Linked DNA regions of Mus musculus: region 1 is linked to region 2. Evidence: chromatin contacts called from public HiChIP or PLAC-seq data. All regions are on one chromosome and are shown on one strand. The core of a region is the stretch at or near the end of the contact, and the rest is flanking DNA. Distances in the headings are between cores, read along the strand shown. Region 1 holds the start of Helt (helt bHLH transcription factor). Region 2 holds the start of Slc25a4 (solute carrier family 25 (mitochondrial carrier, adenine nucleotide translocator), member 4).

Evidence for each region. HiChIP or PLAC-seq counts read pairs in DNA pulled down with a chosen protein or histone mark.
Region 1: a contact with region 2 is called in an H3K4me3 HiChIP or PLAC-seq map of embryonic stem cells, with 31 read pairs. The contact joins the promoter of Helt here to the promoter of Slc25a4 in region 2. A contact is called at or near these places in 5 of 39 promoter capture datasets (the C10 cell line, cranial neural crest, liver and 1 more), 11 of 484 Hi-C or Micro-C datasets (all in embryonic stem cells), 6 of 115 datasets of contacts at active chromatin or transcription factors (embryonic stem cells, large pre-B cells and microglia) and 4 of 9 other capture datasets (adipose tissue, embryonic stem cells, liver and 1 more).

Annotation. Positions count from the first base shown.
Region 1 is chr8:46,291,720-46,296,838 of GRCm38.p6, forward strand. It overlaps Helt (helt bHLH transcription factor), which reads right to left and starts at 2,952. Exons shown (of 4, transcript NM_173789.4): 1 at 2,305-2,952; 2 at 1,766-1,870; 3 at 1,449-1,545; 4 at 328-1,010. The coding sequence starts at 2,331. The coding sequence ends at 517.
Region 2 is chr8:46,208,555-46,213,842 of GRCm38.p6, forward strand. It overlaps Slc25a4 (solute carrier family 25 (mitochondrial carrier, adenine nucleotide translocator), member 4), which reads right to left and starts at 2,508. Exons shown (of 4, transcript NM_007450.5): 1 at 2,258-2,508; 2 at 468-954. The coding sequence starts at 2,368.

The DNA of each region.
Region 1 (5,119 bases), core at 1,702-4,201, 84 kb after region 2:
TCCTGCCATTCTCGGGGTTGTTTTGTGATTTGCATTTTCCAAGAACTTAAGGTCAGGTTCCAGACTTCTGCACATGTCGCACAGGGCCAGGATAAAAGGAGGAAGGTCTTGAGCACCCCATGAGTTTAGTCTCCTACCCCCTAAGAGACACCTCTAATATCTGCTTAAGCTTCCATTCTGTCTGCCTCGGACTGCGCAAAGGTCCTCTCTCCTTGGCTAAATTACTGAATGCCCTCACCTGGGCTCCTAGCCCCCTTAGGATTCCTTGTAAGACACTTAGAGTGGATGGTTTGTGGGTGAGCAAAAGATAGCAAAGAACTTCATTTCTTTAGCACAAAATATTTATTGATCTTTAGCACAAAAATATTTATTGGTTGGGGAGGACCTTCAGAAGGCGAATTCGCTTCTGACGCTTTCCCATCCAGATCTTGTTAGCACACTATTTACACTCGTACAACATATACATCGTCTCAAGCCGCCACCGAATCGCAAAGTAATCTAGGCAGTGAGTGGGTGTCAGAGCACCGGAGGGTGCTGGGGCGTGTGCAGGTTGAGGCCGTTGGGGTGGCCATGGCCGATCAGATTGAGATAATGCCGGTCCAGGCCCTGCATCGGAGCCAAGAAGGGGCTGTGCTGCTGTGCCGGGCTGGGGAGAGGTACCGTCGCGCTGGACAAGTAAGGCAGTGCTGGGCTGCGGGCAGCTCCAGGAGGCCATGGGAATGACCCTGGGGTAGCCCCCTGCGGGAACATTGTGGCTTCACCTGGGCTGTGGCCCGGGAACTCTGGGCTTGCTGCATGCAGCTGATAGGAGAAATCTGGCTCCGGAAGCGAGAGCGGCGGAAAGGTGGGCTCGGCGCCCAGGCGGGCCTTGGATTGCAAGAAGGCGAGGATGCGCGCATACTTGGTGTCTTTGGTCTCCATCCGCTCCACGGTGGTGAGGTAGTGCACCAGGTTCTTCATGCACTCGTGGTAACCGTAGTGGAAGTAGTTGGCAAATTCTGCTAAAAGCTCTGCTGGGGTAGCAAAGTAATAATAACAATAATAATAATAATAATAATAACAACAACAACAACAACAACATAAATGGTAGGGAGAAGGAAACAAAAGAGAACAGGCACACCCCTTCCTAGAACGGTGCCGAGGTATCTTAATAGGGTTTGGGCTGGATTCTCATTTGAGATTGGCATTCTCTACTCTGCAGTCTAGACATTGGAAAAGCAGTAATCTTGTCTCAAGAGCCTGACCCCGCCACCCCACGCCTGTGAGGAGTAATAGACCTGCATCTTTAGGTGCTGGTCCATAGCATCCAGCAGGTGCATGTTCAGGAACCAAGCGCCTGGACGCTTCGGGGGCTTCCTGCTCCCGGACTGTCCTCCACTCTCAGACCCTAGGTTCCCGCGAGGCATACTCTCCCCAGTCAGGTTTCCTTTGCCTGAATCAATGCCCACCTTTTTCCCTTCCCCGGGGAAAATCCGCGGAATGCAGAGCTCTGAGGTACTGCACTGTCATCTCCAGGATCTCCGCCTTCTCCAGTTTCCCGGAACTCTGCAAAAACCCCACAGGAGCTTAGAGGCGGCCCATCCACAGCAGACCCACGCACATGCTCTCTGTCTTCTGTAGGGGAGCAGCCAGGAAGATGCTGGCGTCAGAGAGGCTACTGCCGCCCAGAGTGGGGCGAGTTCTCTTAGGCCAGCAGCGTCTGTAGAGACTTTGGGGACTCTGCAGAGAGTGACAGTGGGGGAGTACCCAGCACCACAAACGTTACCTGTTTCGCCAGGGCCATAGGGACTGTCTTGCCCAGCTCGTTCAAGCAGCGGTTAATTCGGTCCCTCCTTCTCTTTTCTATCACTTTATGAGAAACCGGGGTTCTCTGTAAACAGAAAGTTTTGCATTTAAGATGGCTTCGCCCAAGGAGTCATCCAAGGCAAAGCTTCTGTGTTACAAGGGTCACTAATTCGCCAACCCGAAGAGACCCCTGCCCCGCCACACTAGACCAAGAGAGCTCTGTGTCCCCGGACTCAGAGCTCTGTGTCCGTGCTGGCTGGCTCTCTTGCCGTTCAACTTCCCTACACATCCCTGCCAAGGCCAAGCTAAGTGCCAAGGCTCTGGGACGTGGCCACCCGCCTCCCAGAGTGAGCTGTCTCCAATCAAGGACTCTCCTTCCAGTCTCTGTTCCCTTTCCAAACCACTCTGGATTTCTCCACACTTAAAGTTCTGGGTGGCACATCTTAGTCATCTATCCAGCCAGATGTCAGGTTAGTTGGTGAGTCACACTCTTCCACCACCAGAGCGCAAGGAACTCACTTTGCGTTCCTTGAGCCTGTCAGACATTCTGGTGTGCGTGCGCGCCCTCGGCAGAGGCGGTGGCGCGAGGCACTCGTCCACGTTCCACCTCGTGTGCCTCTTCAAGTGTTCCAGGTAGACTGCAGCCTCCCAGGTCCGAGGGGGCTCCCTTTATAAAGCAGCCATCTAGGACTGCAAGTGCATTCTCACGCGCTGAATTATTCCATAGGATTAGGAGTTCTGCGTTTGGAGCATGTATGCATTCAAGGTCAGTTTTAAAGAAGTTGACAAAAAAATTTTTAGCAGCCGAGGGGGGCGAGGTGGGGGCAGATCAGCTTTGTTAATCCACGTGGCTCTTCAAAGGACACGTGATTCGTCCAGGAATAACATTTGCATGGCAACAGGCACCTCAGGAAGAGGGGGCGAGAAACTGGAGCCGGCGGACCAGCGAGCGCCTGCACTCTTAGCCGGCGCAGAGCGCAGGGGCGCAGTGGCTGCGGGCACCGGGGGGCGAGGACCTTCACAAAACAGCGTCGCTTCCTTTAGTCCCACCGCTGAGTCTCACACGATCGCCTGTTTACAAATCCCAGCAAGCCCGCGGTCCCAGCGCCGAGTGCGTTTTAAAGCCTGTCCAGAGTCATTAAAGTAATTAAGTAAGCCTTTAATAGGCTGTTCCGCCGGGTTCAAGGGAGAGCTTCTGGAGACGGAGGCGCCCCGTTTGTTCCCAGGCTTTTCTCACACGACTTGGTGACACGTCCGTCTCCCCCCTTTTTGTTTACACCGCTTTATTTGTCCGGACATCCCGGCAGGTGTGGGGCTGCGGCTGGCACACGAGGCTCCCGCCTCGCTTCGCCCCTCCCGCGGGCCTTTGGCACGCGACTCTCTCCTCCCCCCGCCCCAGTCTCTGACCAAATCCTCTGCTTTCTTTTCTCCCCCCTCCGGCTCTCTCTTCGCGGGGGGAAGAGGCTCAATTTGTAGCCTATTATCCTATAGGAAAATGTCCATTGAAAAGTATGAATAGTTTCATTGGGCTAAATTTTAATAATGCCAAGAGTGGGGTGGAGGACAGACAGGCGGGTGTGTGTGTGTGTGTGTGTGTGTGTGTGTGTGTGTGTGTGTGTGTGTGTGTGTGAGGGGGGTGGGAGGATTGGGGCAACACAGAGGAGAGTGGGCCGAGAAGAAAAGGGAGAATGCAGCTGGCCCAGGCGAGCATTATGCGCCGTCACCTGCATGAGGGGGCGCCTACAGACCCCTATTCATTTGCCTAATTTTGGTCAATTTAACAAACTTCAGGAGAAATTATTGTGGCTTTGTCAGGGAGGGTGAAGCCTTCTGATCGAATTAACAGCATGTTTTGATCCGGTAAATGTCATTAGAAAGGGAGAAACAATCGCGCTTAGAGGGCTCTGGGTAATGCGCCCAAGTGGAGACGCCAAAGCGCACAGCTCACAAAGGGAGCAAGTAGCTGCCACAGGGAACTTTTGTACCCGCCCATCGCCCAAGTTTTGACACAAAAAGGCATTATTTCATACTTGAATACGTTTAATCCAACGATTGTCTATTTTTTGCAAACATATTTTCACAGCATTGTTAACTTTTTATGTCCCCCTCTCGCGGGCGCCTTTTCTTAACGTTTGGGGGCGGGAGAGCGCAGACACTTTGGGCATCAATATTTGTCACTGAAAAGGGTCCCGTGAAGTTAGGGAATTTGATCTCTTTTTTATGGTTTTAGAAAGCGAAATATGGGGGGGGGGGAGGGAAGAGACGGACAGAAACTCAGAAGGAAACTTACTGGACAGGCCCAGAGGGAAGGAGGGGGTGGCAGTTCCTGGGAACTCTCTCTCTTTGCTCGCTGTGTCTTTGCCTTGAGCCTGCTGTACAGCCCCAGACCTCTACCAACCAACCTCTCATTGCTGCCTCTGGGCATGTGGGGGGTGGTGGAGGGGGCGAGCTTTCCTTCATATAAAAACAATAAAAATGACCTTTGCTTTATGACTTTATTCCAGAGTCAGCAAGTTCTCATCTGTTCCCAATCTTTCTCATCTGGGAACAAGGAAAACCACCCTTCAAGTGTCGCCTTAGTCCCTTTGCCCCCCACCGTGGAGTAAATTCTCTCTATTCTGCTAGACAACAGCAGGCCCAAGGCTTATCCCTTTGGGGAGTGCCAGTCCCTTGCCAGAGGTAGGTAGGTAGGTAGGTAGGCAGGGTGGGTCCCTGCAGCACCTAGGAAGCTCCGGGGCGCAAAGCTAGCTGTGAGATGCAGGACTTCTGGAAAGCAGCCGCCAACCTTCCGGTGCCTGGAGGGTGTGGAATCGGTTTGCACCGAGCACACTAGGGTGCCCCAGTCTTGCTTACTGGTTTTTGTTTTGTTTTGTTTGTTTGTTTGTTTTGTTTTTTTCGACATACTTCACGCCAGATTGGGCAGGATCCGCACCTTTTTACAGGTTGCTCTGCCAGCCGCGTGCTCTCTTAGGGGTCATCGGCCTCGGTATATTCACTCGCACACAAGGGGATTAAACAGGAAGCCTGATCGTCCAAATCAGCTAACTTGAATGAGTAAAAGGGAGCCCGGAGTTCGCCCCCCGCCCCCTTTTTTCCCCTTCCCTGCCAGCGGACTTGAAGTTGATCCTCTTACTGTTGGTGTTAACTGCAGCTGCAGGCACGTTCCTCAAGCCAAATTTCATCTCACACAAACTGTTTAATTTTTCTGCGTTTATGGGAGCCAGGGACCGTTTGCCCAGAACTAAAAGTTCCTTCTTGGGGTGGTGCGGAGTGGATGGATGCAGACCGGGAGCACAGGGAGCAGGTTTGCCCAGCCCCTCCAGGATGCAGCAGT
Region 2 (5,288 bases), core at 1,258-3,757:
GAAGCAAATGGCTATCAGGTGCTTCAAAAGCAGGTCAACGGAAGACAAGGCTACGGACCCAACGCCATACCCTGCCCTTCCACAAGAACCAGCTCCTCCCCCGAGGCCCCCTTACATGCAACCAGGCAAAGTTGGCTGCCGCTTTCCCTTAATCCAAAGAAGCTACAGCTCTATTGACACAGAGCTTGCTTCTAGTTCAGCTGAGAGACTAGCAGCTGTGTTGGGTTAGAGGGAGGCTTTGCCTCCTGAGTAGCTCAAAGCCACAGTATTTACCAGTACGGGAGACAGAGGCTCCTTTACCTACTAACTTATCCAAACCACATCACATTACCTCCTCAGAACTCAGGTTAGCTCAGAGGTAGGAAAGGCAACTAACACACAAAGGTCATCATGGAAGGGTAGATCACACAGAATCCTCTCTCCATAACCCCCTCCCCACACCTTCCACCCCAAAGCCCCCCTCTCACCCTTGGCAGTGTCATAGACTCCGAAGTAGGCAGCTCTGTAGATGATGATGCCCTGGACAGAGACACTGAAACCCTGGTAGAGACCCTTCAGGCCGTCCGACTTGAAGATCTTGGTGAGACAGTCGCCCAGCCCATTGAATTCTCGCTGGGAAGATCCCTTGCCCACGTCGGCAGCCAGCCTGGTCCTAGCAAAGTCCAGCGGGTAGACGAAGCAGAGGGAGGTGGCCCCAGCTGCCCCACCAGAGGCCAGGTTACCAGCAAAGTAGCGCCAGAACTGCTTATGGCGATCCACGCCTCCCAGGAAGATCTGCTTGTACTTGTCTTTGAAGGCGAAGTTCAGGGCTTGAGTGGGGAAGTACCGGATCACGTTGGCCAGGTTACCCCTCCAGAAAGAGAGAAAGCCCTGCTCCTTGGGGATTCTCACGACACAATCAATGATGCCTTTGTACTGCTTCTCTGCACTGATCTGTTTGCTGGCATGCTGGACCTAGTTTGGGGTGGGAGGGAGGAAGGGGTGGCAGAGGACAGGCAGAGAGAAGGGAAGACAGAGGGGGAAAAAGGATTTGTATTTCCTCAGTTTTTCTTATTTTTGTTTTGAAAGGATAGGGTCATCCTATATAGCCCAGGCTAGCCTGGAACTAAAAAATCATCCTGTGTTGCCTCCCAAATGCTGGGATTATAAATGTGCACTGCTATGCCCAGGGTTCCTCGCCCATCTTTCACTTTCAAGTGACAAGGGAGAATTCCAATTGTTTTTTAATGTATCAGGAAATCAGTTACCAAGAACATACCAATAAATGTTAGTTACTTGACTAAGCTAAAAAGCAGTCCAATTTCTCGACATTATAAGGACATTTGAGCGAAATTCCCTGCAGGCTTATGGGGAATGGCAATAAAGATCCCTCCCTCAAGGGCTCTTAACATGGTGAGCAGATGACAATGTCCCTGCTTTACTCGAATGTCCCCCGAGACAAGGTTGTCTTAACAGTAGGTGTCTGAAAATTTTCAAGCAGATAATTCAAGTGATTAGTGAGTTACTACTGCCGTGGCCAATCTGTTGGAGCATTTTGTGTTATGTTTAAATGCCCAAACGGCTCTTCCCCATTGAACAGCGTTTGCCTTTGAGATGGATCAGATGATGATGGCAGGCCCCTTCAATGACCGGGGAGAAAATTATATGGGGACAAGATGGCCAAGGCGGTCTGAATTTATCCTGAATATTACTTCTGGATTTCTGCCTCAGTGTCTCCATCTGTGAATACGGGCCAAGGACGATTCCTATCTTGCAGAGGTTATAGGAAAGATGAATGAAATCAATGTCAAGTTATAGCGCAGCGCACGCGACATAGAGCGAACCCCAGTCAATGATTAATCTGATGCTTCAATTGTCAAGGGTGGATGCAGATAAGAAGGTGCAGAGGATGTGGCCAAAGGGTGAGGCCCGCCTAAGAGGCCTTAGATGGAATGTCGCTTGCTGTACCGGGCACAGGATCTGGCTCGAGGTAGACCAGCTTCGGGGTGGGTTTCCATATATAGACACCCCAACGCGGGCGCCACCCGACACCAGGAATCTGCCACTGACGCTGGACCTGTATCTGCGTAGAGGGCACCTTCCCCTTCGCCTAGGCCCCGGGCTTGCGGCCTAGCACAGATTTTTCCGCAGCGTCGCGCGCGCCCGCGCCGCAGCATCCCCGCGCCCCGCCCGCATCCCTGCGCCCTGACGCGCGCGCCCCGCCCCGCATCCCCCCAGCGCCCTGCCGCGCCCCGCTCGCGCCCCCAGCCGTCCTGACCTGCAGCAGCAGTTTGACCCTCTCGATCGGGGCGACCGCCGTCTTGGAGACGGCGGCGGCGATGCCACCTGCCAGGAAGTCCTTAAGAAAGCTCAAAGCCTGATCCCCCATGCTGAAAGCCGGGCGCACACAGCCTGCAAGGAGCCGCTCGTTTGCTCTTGCCTACGCCCGGCCAGGCACCGCCACCCCGAATCCGTCCCTGCACGACGCGAAGGGACCGCCCGCCTGACCGCAGCCCTCCTTATATCCCCGGCTCGGCGTCTCGCGAGAGGAGGAGGGACCCCGGCGAGCGCGCAGCGCGCATTGGCTGGGCTGGTCCCTGGACAGCCCCTCTCCATCCCCCTCCTTTGCAGAGGGCATTGGGGGCGAAGACGCTTCCGGGAGCTAGGGGTGGGTTGGGGGCTGTGCCTGCAGCTTGGGACGTTTAAAGGGCAAATTCATGCTATCTGTCCCAGCGAGCCGAGGGAACACCGTGTCTCTGCTGCATGTGGACCGTTGTATTTATAGCTCACGAGGGTTTAGCCTGGGGACGACCTGGGGACAGAGAGGGGGCCCCTTGATGCTTCAAGGGAAGCTCTTTTTGACCTCGATCTTGCACCACGGTGCTTTTGGCCAAGAAGGTTTCAGGCTTCCACCCCTTCCCGTTGTCAGGGCGTTTCCAACTAGAGCTCCCTGCCTGGATTCGGGCCTCTGCAGAACTCTGCGTTTCTGCAAATAAATCATACTCCTCCCAAATACATACTAACATCTTTTTAATGCCATTATTGCCTCATAGTAGAGGGCAAGCTCCTGTCTCCGACTTCTCTCCATTCAATCCTTGAACCATTCAGTCAATAGAAAATATGTATGCACCGGGCACTCTGCGCCATCAGGGAAAAAGAAAAAAAGCAGAATGCAGCGGCGCTAGGTGGATTCTCAGTTTGGCAGTGAATGTGGATGTGTGGCTTTTCTGTTAACTCGGCCTGTCACACTGACACACAGGCCGAGGACTCCTAAGGAAAAGACTCTCCTTTATTAGCTCCTAGTCTCTCTCAGCTCTTGGGATTCTCTCGTGGACAGACCTCTAAAGGGCTTGAATGCGTGCTCAGCTCTTAATGGAATCTCAACCGTATTTCGTGCAGGATGGTTCCAGTTGGCTGGCGGCTTCTTAAGGATCAGAGTCCTCAGACTTTTGGGAAGGTCGACTCCTTGGCTGTGTCTGACTCTATAACAGACAGCTTGAGGTTGGGGGAGGGGGGCCGAGGCACTGTCTAATCCCAGGAAAGTGATTGCAGTTTTTTTTTGTTGTTGTTGTTGTTGTTTTTTGTTTTTAATACATGGATGTGAGATTTCGTTACCCTCACCTCATTTAAGGCAGTTCAAATATAACTGTGCATATTTTCCATACTGCTGCCCCTTCCACAAGAATGAGTGCTATTAGGGTTTTTTTGTTGTTCTTTTCTTTTCTTCGTTTAACTTCAAGCCCCTTACTCTGTTCTTTTCCCACATTTGCTAACCTTCGTTTGGACATCGGTCAAGGCAGTTCATCTTTTTAAAAGTTTGCTGATCTATGCATATTTCATGTTAGGTGCTGACTGAGCTGCACCTGTGTGTCGCTCAGAGCCTAAAGACTTACTAGAGCAGAGGTCACTGGCGGGATGCCAGGAGCACATAGGTGATGTATTTATTTGCAGTTGGGAGAAACAAGGCTGGGACCCGTTACCATGTTGCTGGAGGTCAAAGAAGACACACGCATAGACAAACATAAAAGGCATCTCTGTGTTCCTTCACCAGATACCAACTGAGCAATCACTGTGTACCAGGAAGTGTGGCCTCTAAAGGAAACGCAAGTAGCACCTTGAGCCACCTCCAAGGACCTTTAAGTTCAGGGTTGTCCATCACAGTTTCACACAGCAATTTCCATGGACAATAAAATTTCTATATTAGTCATAATTATAATTGTGTGTCTACTCCATTTGGCTCTATAAATATTGGGAAGTAAATGAAGCCATTTCCTTTCAGTTCTGTGTTAGAGGTTGCCTACTTAATTACCTATTTGTCTTTACTTAATTACCAATTTGTTTTTACTTAATCACCTATTTGTTTTTATTTTTATTTTTCATTTATTAAGGGTTAAAGCAAAATTACAACTTTTATTTCTTTTATTGAAAATATGTTTTTTTCATATAGTATATTCTGATTATGGGTTTCCCTCCCCTTGGTTTTCCCAGTTTCTCTACCACTCCCATCCAAATCCACAGCCTTTCTGACTCTCATTACAGAACAGTCATGTGGGGGCTGGAAAGATGGCTCAGTGGTTAAGAGCACTGACTGCTCTTCCAGTGGTCCAGAGTTCAATTCCCAGCTACCACATGGTGGCTCACAACCATCTCTAATGGGATCCAATGCCCTCTTCTGGTGTGTCTGAAGACAGCAACACTGTACTCGCATACATAAAATAAATAAATAAATATATCTTTTTTAAAAAGAAAACAGTCATGTAAGGAATAATGTAAGATGCAATAATAAGAAAAAAAACAAACAAATAGGAATAGGGCAGAACAAACAAACAGAAGAAAAAGAGCCAAAGAAAAAGCACCAGACACACACTTGCCAGCATGCATAGGAATCCCATTAAAAACACTAAACCAGAAACCATGATGTAATCCAATGAAAAGAAATAAAAAAGGAAGACATGACTGCTCCTAGGTATGGTGGTTTATTGTGGATGAAAGGAAAGCATAGACCCTGAGCTAGTGGTGTGAGGAGAGATGAGAGGGGAGAGCTAAACCAAGAGGCCAGGAGGGTAGAAGGGAAAGGGGACAGGTAACCAAAGTAGTTGGATTATATAGGGAAGGGCAGCTGGGGGAAGGGCACCCCAGCCCTGGGGCTGGAGAAGGCCAGGGTATGCCAACCAGAAGGAACCTGTAACAGATGAGGACTGAAGGATCCTGGGAGAACCTGGCAGCCAGGTCTGCTTCGATGTGTTAAATGGGCCCCTCCGATGGCCTTTTGTCCACTGTAGACCTGTAAGATCTAAATGAGGGGGCGG